2 separate regions of the Sus scrofa genome follow, and region 1 is linked to region 2. The links are chromatin contacts, called in public Hi-C maps. All regions are on one chromosome and are shown on one strand. Each heading gives the region's core, a stretch centred on a gene start, on an enhancer-like site or on the middle of the called end of the contact. The rest is flanking DNA. Distances are from core to core; before and after follow the strand shown. Region 1 has its middle 69 kb from the start of CTLA4. Region 2 overlaps CD28 (CD28 molecule).

The links. A called contact is a pair of places that touch in the nucleus more often than the background predicts.
Region 1: a contact with region 2 is called in a Hi-C map of liver, with 2.5 times the contacts expected there. The contact joins two enhancer-like sites. A contact is called at or near these places in 2 of 47 Hi-C or Micro-C datasets (liver and mesenchymal stem cells).

What each region holds. Positions count from the first base shown.
Region 1 is chr15:107,211,487-107,217,138 of Sscrofa11.1, reverse strand. No RefSeq gene overlaps it. Among named protein-coding and RNA genes, the nearest start is that of CTLA4, 69 kb to the left of the region's middle. Within about 2 kb of position 1,403, at least 10 of the 83 cell types and tissues checked have an H3K27ac peak or open chromatin away from gene starts, as enhancers often do. A contact at or near this core is called in liver, where this site is marked.
Region 2 is chr15:107,137,376-107,142,591 of Sscrofa11.1, reverse strand. The region is part of intron 1 of CD28 (CD28 molecule); the gene reads right to left. Among named protein-coding and RNA genes, the nearest start is that of CD28, 12 kb to the right of the region's middle. Within about 2 kb of position 2,416, at least 8 of the 83 cell types and tissues checked have an H3K27ac peak or open chromatin away from gene starts, as enhancers often do. A contact at or near this core is called in liver, where this site is marked.

The sequences.
Region 1 (5,652 bases), core at 154-2,653, 76 kb before region 2:
GATTCTCCCCACCTCTGTCAACCACTAACTGACTCTCTAGGTCTATGGATTTGTCTATTCTGGCCTTTTCATAGTAATCATACAACAGGTGGTCTGGGTAACTGGCTTCTCTCAGTCAGCAAAATGTTTCCAAGATTCATTCATGTTGTAACATGTTTCAGAACTTCAATCCTTTTTGTGGCCAAATAATATTGTTTTTATATAGCGATGCTACATTATTTTTCGCCATCCATCCATCCATACATTTCTTTCCACCTTTTGACTGTTATGATTAGTGCTGTTATGAACATCCCTGGTGCAAGAGGTACATGATGGTACAAGCTTTTCTCTTGCTGCTTTCAATACTCTCTTCTGTCTTTGTTTTTCAAAAGTTTGACTACGACGTATGTATCTAAACTCAAAACTCCATCTTTTTGAGTTTATCCTGTCTGGAGACTTTTAAGCTTCTTAAATGTGTAGATAAATGTTTTTCATCAAATTTGGAAAGTTTTTTAAATTATTTCATGGAATATTCTTTCTATCCCTATATCTTTCTCCTCCCATTCTGGGATCTCCGTTATGTACATGTTGATCTGCTTGATAGAATCCTATGGGTCTCTGGGGACACTTGTGTTCTTTTCTCTTTTCCTTTCTGTTGTACAAATAAGATAATCTCAATTAGCTTGCTTTCAAGTTCACTAATTCTTTCTTCTTCCAATTCAGAACTGCTCTTGATCCCCTCTAGTGATTTTTTGATTTCAATTATTGTACTTTTCAACTCCAGAATTTCTTTTGTTTTTAATTTTTTTAAAAAAGTTAACATATCCAGAATTCCTATTTGGTTCTTTCATTATAATTCCTAACTCTTTATTAATTTTCTGTATTTTGTGAGCCATCATTCTCATACTTTCCTTTAATTCTTTAGACATGGTTTTCTTTATATCTTTGAACATATTTATGGCTGCTAATTCTTTTAACATATTTATGGTTACTAAGTCTTTGTGTAGTAAGTACAACATCTGGGCTTCCTCAGGGCAATTTCTACTGGCTGTTTTTGTTTGTTTGTTTTTCTGTGTGTTGGTTATATTTTTTTGTTTCTTTGCCTGTCTCATATTTTTTTTTTTTTTTTTTTTGCTAAAAGCTGAACATTTTAAATAACATAATGTGCCACCTCTGGAAGTCAGATTCCCCTACTTTCCAGGGTTTGTTGCTGTTGTTTGTTTGATGACTTTCATGAACTTATTCTGCAAAGTCTGTATCCTTTGTCCCATGCAGCCACTGGAGTCTCTGCTCTGTTAGCTTAGTGATCAGTTAATAATTAGACAGAAATTTCCTTAAATGCCTTGAACCAATGAGCCTCCAAGACCTTGCCTACAGGCTGTGTGTTTGTGTTGGGGCACACCTTCAACACTCTAGCAGAACATTACCAGCTATGTTTTTGCTTTCATTTCCTGCTTGTACAGAGCCTTGAGATCAACGCAAGGGGAGAGCTAGGGCCTTCGAGGACTTTCTTGAGTATATGCACAGCCCTGTTCTGTATTCGCTGGAATATATCAGAACCTTTAAAAATCCCCTGAGGACATTTAATTAACCAGTTTTTCCTCTTCAATTTTGTGGTCCTCCTTGGAGTCCCAGAATCTTGCTGTTTTTACTTAAGATTTGGCTATTTTGCTTTAATAAATACTCCTTGGATTATTGTAAGCCTTTAATTAATTTTCAGAGTTCTAAAAAAGCTGATATTGACAGTTCTTATTGCTTGTATGGAAGTGCAGATTTTTTTTTTAAAGTCTTTATTACACCATTCATTCAGTGCCTCCCACTCCTTGTTTGTTTTTGCGTTTATTTTACCCTTTGGCCTCCTCTAAATACCACCCCAACTCTGTGCAAGCATAAACCCAGAATTTCAGGGTAATTAAGCTCAAAGAAAAACCTCAACAATGAAGGGCTGGTGACAGTCCTTCAGATGAACGATTCTGACAGGCATTCTGTATGCTTCTCCCAGGTTCCGGGACAATCTGGCCCATTGCTTAATGTGCCTCAATAATATACTCTTATGCGAGCTCTTCCTCCTTTCCCACCTCACTGTCTCCACTCCTTCACTCCTGCTTCTGAGGATCATCTCCCAAATAAACTACCCATACCCTAGTTCTTACCTTAGGCTCTGCTTCAGAGAGGACCCAAACTAAAGCACTTATCACTTCTGGCAAACAGCACATAATTGTGGCACTCATGAACTATTATGTGCTTTGCTTCACCAAAATTGGCTGTGTTTTATCAAATCTGGATACATTCAATGGAAGTAGCACCTGTGTATCCCAGCATCACAGGAGGGTAGGCATTAAGAATAGCAGTTCTAAAACACAACAATTTCTAGGACAGAAAAAGAGCTGCCAGCACATGGATTGGGCGGGGGGGCAGGGACAGGATATCTCCGTATGTCACAATCCCTTTGCTCCCTAAATTAGATTTTATAACTAGAAAGGCAGCTTCCCTTGCACTAAATTCATCCTGCAATTAACAAGAATGAGGTCTGGGCAAGTTTTCTTGGTTGAGCCCTCAGATAATAACCACAGGGCAATGATGATGATGATCATTATGCTGAGAATAACAGAAATAATAGTTACCATTTTTGACAGCTGGCCATTCCAAGAACTCTCCATACTCGCTTAAAGTTTAGTCAACTCCAGCTAATAAGAGTTACCACCTGATGGGAATATGTGTCTGAGCTGCCTTCCTTTACTGGGTGCCAGAAGGCCATGGTGTTTATTTAAATTGAATTCGGATTTACATAAAGTACACGTGTATCCCCTGACTTTCAAATGTTCTTTTAACTATATAAACCTCATTTGCAGCATCCTTCCATCTGGAGATCCTTGTTGCTATTCCAAGTGGCCATGGGATGCATTAGGCCCTGGCACACATGATTACTGTTACCAGGTACTTACAGAAAAACCAGCACCAGCAGTTTCTATCAAGAAGCCTAAACGACAGACTTTGGAAAGATTTGAAGGGTCCATGTCTTTGCCTCACTTGTAAAAGGTGATTCTCTTACAAGAAAGAAGGCTTTCAGCCACCTCTGGGCAAGGGATCTGGCCTGTCTCAGCAGCAGAATTAATGAAAATATAGGCTATCCCGATTTAGAAATCAAAGGCATCTTTCAATTAAGGATTTGACAAAGGTAACAAATATTAGCTTTAAAATTGTACAGAAATACTGAGTCTACTTTTTGGGATAAAACACACACAGTGTTTTACGCTGTTAATTATAAGTGGTTAATTTTAAGTGGCATTTAACACACTCTGGTGCTAATTTCTCCTCAGTGGAATAGTTGTGAAACCTTTTGGCGAGGGTAATAATAATAAGAGCAATAACAGGTTCTATTTTTTTAGTACCTATTACGCTCCAAGAACTTTGTATTCATTATCCTTCTTACCCTTCAGAAATACTCTGTAACAGGATAACTAGTACTCCATAGGATCCCCATTTTACACATAAGGAAACTGCTGTTTACAGAGGTTAAATTGCCTAACTTAGTGAATGAATCTATGAATGAATGAACAAAAGAGAGTGAATGAAAGAAATTAATTATTTTAATGAAAGGGGATGTGGACTGTTCTAAAGTTGGTCTGGTAATGTTTCTACTATTTTCATATTGGTTTAGAAATAACAACGTTTTTTTCTTCTCTTCAATGCCTCATGCCAGGTTGAAATTTTCCTGATAGTGGATCCAAAATTTCACAGAATTCTCATATTTTTCTGTCTGCAATTTCTTACAGATTTTTTCTGAAAACATATTTTTGACCCAACTAAAGACAATTTACTGACAATATATATATTTATATATTTCTGCCCTTATTTAATATTTCACAAATCCATGTAACTCCAGAAATAGTCAAAGAATGACCTCTACACAATACTTATAAAGGCTTTGTGTCAAAATTAACTTTAGCACTTGAATTAGAAAAGTATTTTTTAAGTTTTTTAGATTTTTTTGTTATAAAAATATTGCCAACTAATTATAAAAAGTTTAACAAAACAGAAAATAATAGAAAGTACTATTTATAAACACATATGATATCTCTTTTGAAAGACAGCCACTGTTAGCATTGTGTTGTACAATATTTCCTTCTAGTCTTTCTATGCATAATTTTTGATTTCCTTCTTTATTCTTTCTTTCCTTTTTTTTTTTTTTTTTTTTTTTTTAGGGAAGGTAAGGTTATTTCCAGTCTATCATTCTTTGTTTCTGTTAACATTTAAATTTGAGAAGTTTGGGGCCACCTTTTAAACATCTTTTTTAATGAAATATGAAAAAGATATCTATTGCTATATTATTTGAGACAAAATCTGTACATCCAGCAATTGGAGCATTTAAGGATATCTACTTGAAAGTATGTAATGCAAAGAATGTAGATAGATGTATTTCCTTAGGTGCAGACTGACCATAGGTCATCTTAACTTTAACAGGTTTGATTTTTTAAAAAATTGTTTCCTCACTAATATTTTTCTTTTTAAATAATTCATGTTCCCAGCTGCTCAAACATGCTGCTTGAGTATGAGAGAAGATACGGCAGATATTGCTAAGGTGTCTTCCAATTCTACAGCCAATCAAAGACCAAATTGCTAGTTTTTCCATGCTTATTGCAACAAGTGAAACAATAAAAAAGCTAAGCTAATTATATCCCTGTGCCAACAACTTCTCCATTTCCACCCCCCAAGATAACTGACAATAATAATCTGGTATGCACCTATCCTCCTTTTTCCTGGCTCATGATACCAGCACAAGCAAGTATAGAGATACACGTTGGAAATTCATACGGAAATATTTCTAGATAGTTATATGGCGTTTGGGATTTGCTTAAAATTATTTATTTATACAAAAATGCACACATATACATCCTCTAACATAAATAGAATTATATTTTGCATATTGGACCATTTTAGAAAAGTCTTTGGGGGGCTTTTACTTGGTTTCATTTTATTTATTTATTTATTTATTTATTTATTTATTTATTTATTTATTTATTTTGGGGGGGTTGTGGGGTTGTATCTTTGTTTGTTTTTGAACATGCCTGCAGCATGGCGAAATTTCCTGGGCCAGGGATCAAAGCCACACCACCGTAAAGTGACAATGCTGGCTCCTTAACCCACTGTGCCACAAGTGAACTCCTACTTATTTATCTGTATTGAAGTATAGTTGATTTACAGTGCTGTGTTAGTCTCTGGTGTACAGCAAAGTGATTCAATTATAGATATATACTTACATACTTATATATATTTATATACTTTTTCATATTCCATTATGTTTACTACAGGATTTTGGATATAGTTGCACATGTTATATAGTAGGATCTTGTTGTTCCTAGGAAAAGCTTTTTTATTTTTGCTGTTGCCTTTTTTTTTAACCTGCTTCTATCTCCACCCCCATTCCCTCTCCACTCACCTTTCTATCGCATGTTAACTATCAATGTGTACCCCTCTGCACTCTGCATATACTTATCTCCACACACAAGCATATTTATTCATATACACATATGTAATATTCATAAATCATCAGATATATAGCGGCTTTTTGGCATTGTTTGCTTTATAAAAATAGAGTCATAATATGCTATGATCCCTGTATCTTACTTTCCTTCTTTGGCAATACTCTGGCAATCCCTGGGAGTCAACAAA
Region 2 (5,216 bases), core at 1,167-3,666:
TCAAATGACATTTGGCTTTGGTATGTGTTGTGGTTCTCTGAGTTTCAGGGAATCCACGGTACTTCACATAATTTAAGGACATATTATAAAATTTAAGGACTTAATTAGACTCAGAAGAAGAAACTAGAGAAATATTTAGCTTCCCCATACTAACATCTGTTTGATCCCTTTTTGCTTTCTGCTTAGTGCCAGGAGTGGAAAACGTCCTCCTCAGGTTAATTTTTTCTTACCAGACCTTCCCTTTTCCCTGTAAATATTCAGTTTTCTGACTTGTGAGTAGTTAGGCAAAGTCTACCCAGGTGCATTGTCAGTCTCCCAGTTGTATTCACTTCTGGTTATCAAAAGAATGGCTTGACTGACATTTCTCTAATTGAATTAAGTTGTTTTGATGATGAATTGAGTGCTTTGCTTTTTAAACCCTTTCCTAGCAGCTAAACCAGCTAAAGGTGTGGAGACAGGAAGCAGTAACCTCAAACCTCTTTCCCTCACAACTCCTCCTTGACAACAGGCAACATGAAGAGTGAGATTGGAGGGGAGACGGTACTTATCTGCTGCTGATGAGCAGGGCAGTGAGAGCTGAAAGATTTCCCACAGATAATCTGTGAATTTTGTGACATCGTTGACTTCTGGAAAATTGAAAGTTGCTTATGCTTCCATGAGAAAGGAGGAAAGGAAGCTTAGTTACCAAAAACAAAACAAAGCTTTCCCATTTCACTTGTTGTAAATAGGTCAATTACTATAATAATAAGCAAGTCAACTCTCTGTACAGGTGGAGTGGATAACCATCTCTAAGGTGTGGCTCCAAACACCAGAGAAGAAACCCTGACCCTAAAAGGACACTCCCCACCAGCTCATTTAATGCTTTGATTTCAAAATAAGGTGAAGCCTAAAATGCAGTGTGGGGAATACAGCGACAAATTAGTAGCTATGATCTGCATTCACAGGGTTGCAAAGTGCTTTCTCCTATTTTATCTCATTTGAACTCCCCATTAACCTGGGAAGTAAATAAGCAGGATGACCATTTTATGCCCATTTTACAGATGAGGTCAAAGAGGTCCAATAACTTCTCCAAGGTTACAGTACAAGTTCATGACCCTTAGGACTTGGTTCATGCCTCATGTCTTCCAATATATTGTTCTTTTCCCTATGCCAGTTTGCATCAAAATTTCAATGCAATTTCAGTGATTATTTCTAGACCCTCTCAAAGCTTGGACTTGATAGTTGGATAATATTAAGTGAGAGATAGAATACCAGTGAGTAGGGGAGTAAATGGAGTGAGAAGTGGACAGGGCCAAGATACATTTCATTTTCTACCCCATGTTGCTGGAATACCAGCCTGCAAAAAGCACTCAGCTAGAAGGAAAATTGGGGATAATTTCAGCTAATTCCTTATTTTACAGAAGAAGCAACTGAAAACCAAAGTAAATGGCTTGCTAAACAAGGTTGCACAAAGAAGGGAAGAGCTAAGACCTCATGTATTTATCTGTGATTCTTAGGGTAATGTTTCAAATCATGAATGAATGAATAGAAAACAAAGTTTGTACATTCAGCAAATGGACTTGATTTCATGGTCCTATTTAGAAAAAGTCTGGGACCAAACTTAACTCTGTCTCTACACAAAAGATTTTGTTTACAACTTCAGAGACTTCCTGAAGGTCATAGATGGATCGCAGATAAGGCCTACAGACAATGTGGTCCTATGAAATGCCTCTCTTGTAAATTATTTCAGATTTGAAAGTAGTAATTATACCACTGCAACTATTCCATCTCAGGTTGCCCACATGTCCCCAAGGGTTTGAACATAAACACTAGTCCATACATAAAGTCACTTTCAGTCTAAACCTCACGGGCAAATCCTTAACCTCAGGGCTTTTGTGAATTACGTTTATTTTTCATGTTTCATTTACAATCTTCCATCTTTCCTTTTCTTTATCACAGTACCATAGAGCACTCACATGGCACATAGAGACAGGTGAACCCGAGAGCAGCACTCGAGGCTGAAGTCTGCAATTTAAGGAAGCACCCAAAAAGATAGAATACATGTTTCTTTAGCAATGTGATTTTTGCTTCAGAACCTCTTAAGAACTTTATTGGGTTCCATCTCTGCACATCACAATCAGAGTTTACTCTGCAGTTTAACCATCAGGTTGTAAAGATCCTAATCACGTTGTTTCCTTTTTTAAATTCTGACTGAACAGAATTTAACATGTCAGGCAGGAACCAAAGAAAATGAAAGCTTTCTATTTTCAACCATCTTGCCCCGTGATGTTTGTGAACATATTGTGAAGGTGACGCTGATTTCCCTGGCACAGAACACCCCCCTCCCGACCACAACACTGGTGAAGTTACCGTAACTTTCCTCTGAGCACATTTCCTGCCCAGGTCCAGGATACCCTTCCACACGTGGCCATCTGACCACTTACCCCTTTCTCAGCCTCCACAGGTGGCAGGCTCCCTGTGGGCCAACCCAGCATTCGCTCAGGGACTTGTAAGGCAAGCTGTGCTTTCTGGGAGGACAGGGACGCTCAACCACTGTGGCTCTGGTGACTCTAGCTGGCAGTTTGGCCTCATTCAGATGTGAGAAAGAGGAACACAAAACACTCATCTGACTATAGCATCTTTCACCATCCTCTTTGTTGCAAAGACAAAACCAAACCTACCAAATTGTGAATGGCTCCAGACTCTCTGAAATCCATGTTAAAGGGAGGGAAAGAAAAGGTAATGCAGACTATATTTTCAAAATAACTTGGTAGTCATTCTGTCTCATTTTCTGCTGACTGTCATCTTGAAACTCTCCTCATTTTCACAAGGAATAGAACTCTTAAGAAAAAGCCTCTACAAAAAAAAAAATAAGGCTTTTTCAAAGCCTTATTATATGGTCCATATACATAGACACGGTCTCATTCAAGATCTTGGCAGAAAACAGATGGCACACTCCAAACCAGGCAATAGGAGGAGGGTTTATTTAAAAAAAAAAAAAAAAAAAAGACTGACTGTCAGCAAAGGTTGGGAACCACAAGGGGTGGTACTAGAACCTGTAGCTCAGAGCAGCAGAATTATATCCACTCTCAGATCTAAAGGGACAGGGGGAGAGCAGGGTTCCCAGAAGCAGACGGAAAGGAGTGTTGTGCAGAAGGGGCCACCGTGACAGAAGCAATGACCTCTGCAGGGAAAAACAGCCAAGGAACCAGCCCTGCCCAAGGTTGTGTCTGCACAACTCCCAACTTACATCAAGCCCATTAACTCCTATCAAAAGCAAGTGTGATTTTTAAACAGAATCTGAAGAGACTATAGTTCAAACAATTACCAGTGATTATAGACAATAATAGAGAAAGAAGCTGCTCTTGGCCAGCACCACTCTAAGGGCCACCTTCAAGCTTGAACTGCATTTCTTCACAGGCAGACCCAGTAGTGCAGAGAACAACTATCCCTGGCCTTTGAAAAAATTGTGCTTCAGGCAACTGTCAGAAAGTAACGCAGAGGTCAGATCACAGCAAAAAGTCCCATCCAAGCACCTAGACCTAAGGCACTAATTCTTGAGAGAGAAAAATCATCAATATGATCAAGGAATACTTTCTGAAAAGAAATTTTGATGTATCAGAAAATTGCTCTTTGACTTTGTTAAGGCAGAAGACTAATCGTTCATTCAGCGAATAAATAATGGGACCTGAAGTACTAGGTTTTTGGGAGATGGGAAGACGGAAAAGATACGGCCAGCCTCTTCCTTCTAGGAGAAACCCTAAGGCAGATTCTCAATTAGCTACTCCAAAGCCATGCATGGTGATTGAGGCTTCTAGAGGGTAATGGACAGTCACACGGAAGAGCCCTTGTTTCCAGGCAAGAGGATTCTGGAGCCTTTGTGCAGACTGGCCTTTAACTGGGCCATGAACTTTGGGGCAAATTTAGACTAACGTAAAGGAAATGACTTAAGAGTTTTAAGAGTTTATAGGGACAAACAGCATTTACATGGGGCGGGGGGAGGGGGAGGGAGTAAGTGAAGATGGCTGATGCCAATCAGGGAGAACCTTTAATGCCAAGAGAAGGTACCTGGATTTTACTAGAAAGGCAATGGGGCTGAGGCAGAGACCAGTCAGGAGGCTGAACAATAGCATCAGTGTGAGGTGCTAGGGCCTGAGCTGTGGAGGGAGCAGCTGAGATAGAAAGGATGGGGCAAGGTGTTGGTGCTAGGTTACACTTGGTGATGGTAAATAGGAACCCAAAATGACTGGCATGGAGTTCATGGACTGACTGAGGGATCATTGACAAAATTAGCCAAGCAAAAAAAGGCAATTTGTTTGAAAAAAGCTATTGGGTTTTAGATACACTGGGTTTGAGGGGCAGGTCAGCCATCCTGGAGGAAAGGTCCAGGAGTTTGATGAGTCAGACTGGATCTCCAGAAAGTCAGATAGACATGTATCTTGGAAAGGAAAGTCATCTGTATTAGGGTGACAATCATTAAATCTGCCAAAAGCCTTGCCTGCACTAGAACCCATCCCTGCCACTCAGACATACTACCCAGCACTCAGGCCCTGCCATCCAAAGGTCTGCATTGTCCCTCCAGCTCCTAATGCGGGATGGATCATCAAAGAGGACAATGTGATTGAGCACCTTAATTTATATGAGAGAGCTACCAATACCCAAAGCCACCAAATCCTGCCAAAAATCAAATGTTAGTACCCTAAAAGATTCCCATAGTTCAGACAGTAGGTGACCAGGGCTTTCTAACTTTCTGCATAAACATTCTGACATAATTCTGTTAATAAATAGAAAGAAATCCCACACGTATCAGGGGCCTCCTGTATTAACATACTACAGTCTAAATATATATTTGAATCTAGTAACAAAACTTGGGAATCCTATTCCTCCTGAGCCACCATCATTCTGAGCCCTCATTCAAAGCAACTCTGTAAAGAAGATGACAGTGTATTGTTTCTATTTGTTTCATCCTCCCTAAAGCTTACACCTCTAAGAAGTCAGCTTAAGTCCACCTTGGCACATTCAGAGTCTTCTAGGCAACTGCCATGGCCTGGAACTTTGAAAATGATTCCTGCGTTGAACCTGAACATCAGTTAGGAAGATGGAGGAGAGCAAAGGCAATAGTGTCTCCCCAAGTCCTGCTGTCATTTCAAAGCACATTAGCTTCTAAGATTCTTGTTTTCAATCTCTCCAAGCAATTTCCAAGATGGCTAGTTGCAGTTCTTGTATTTTCTCTATCG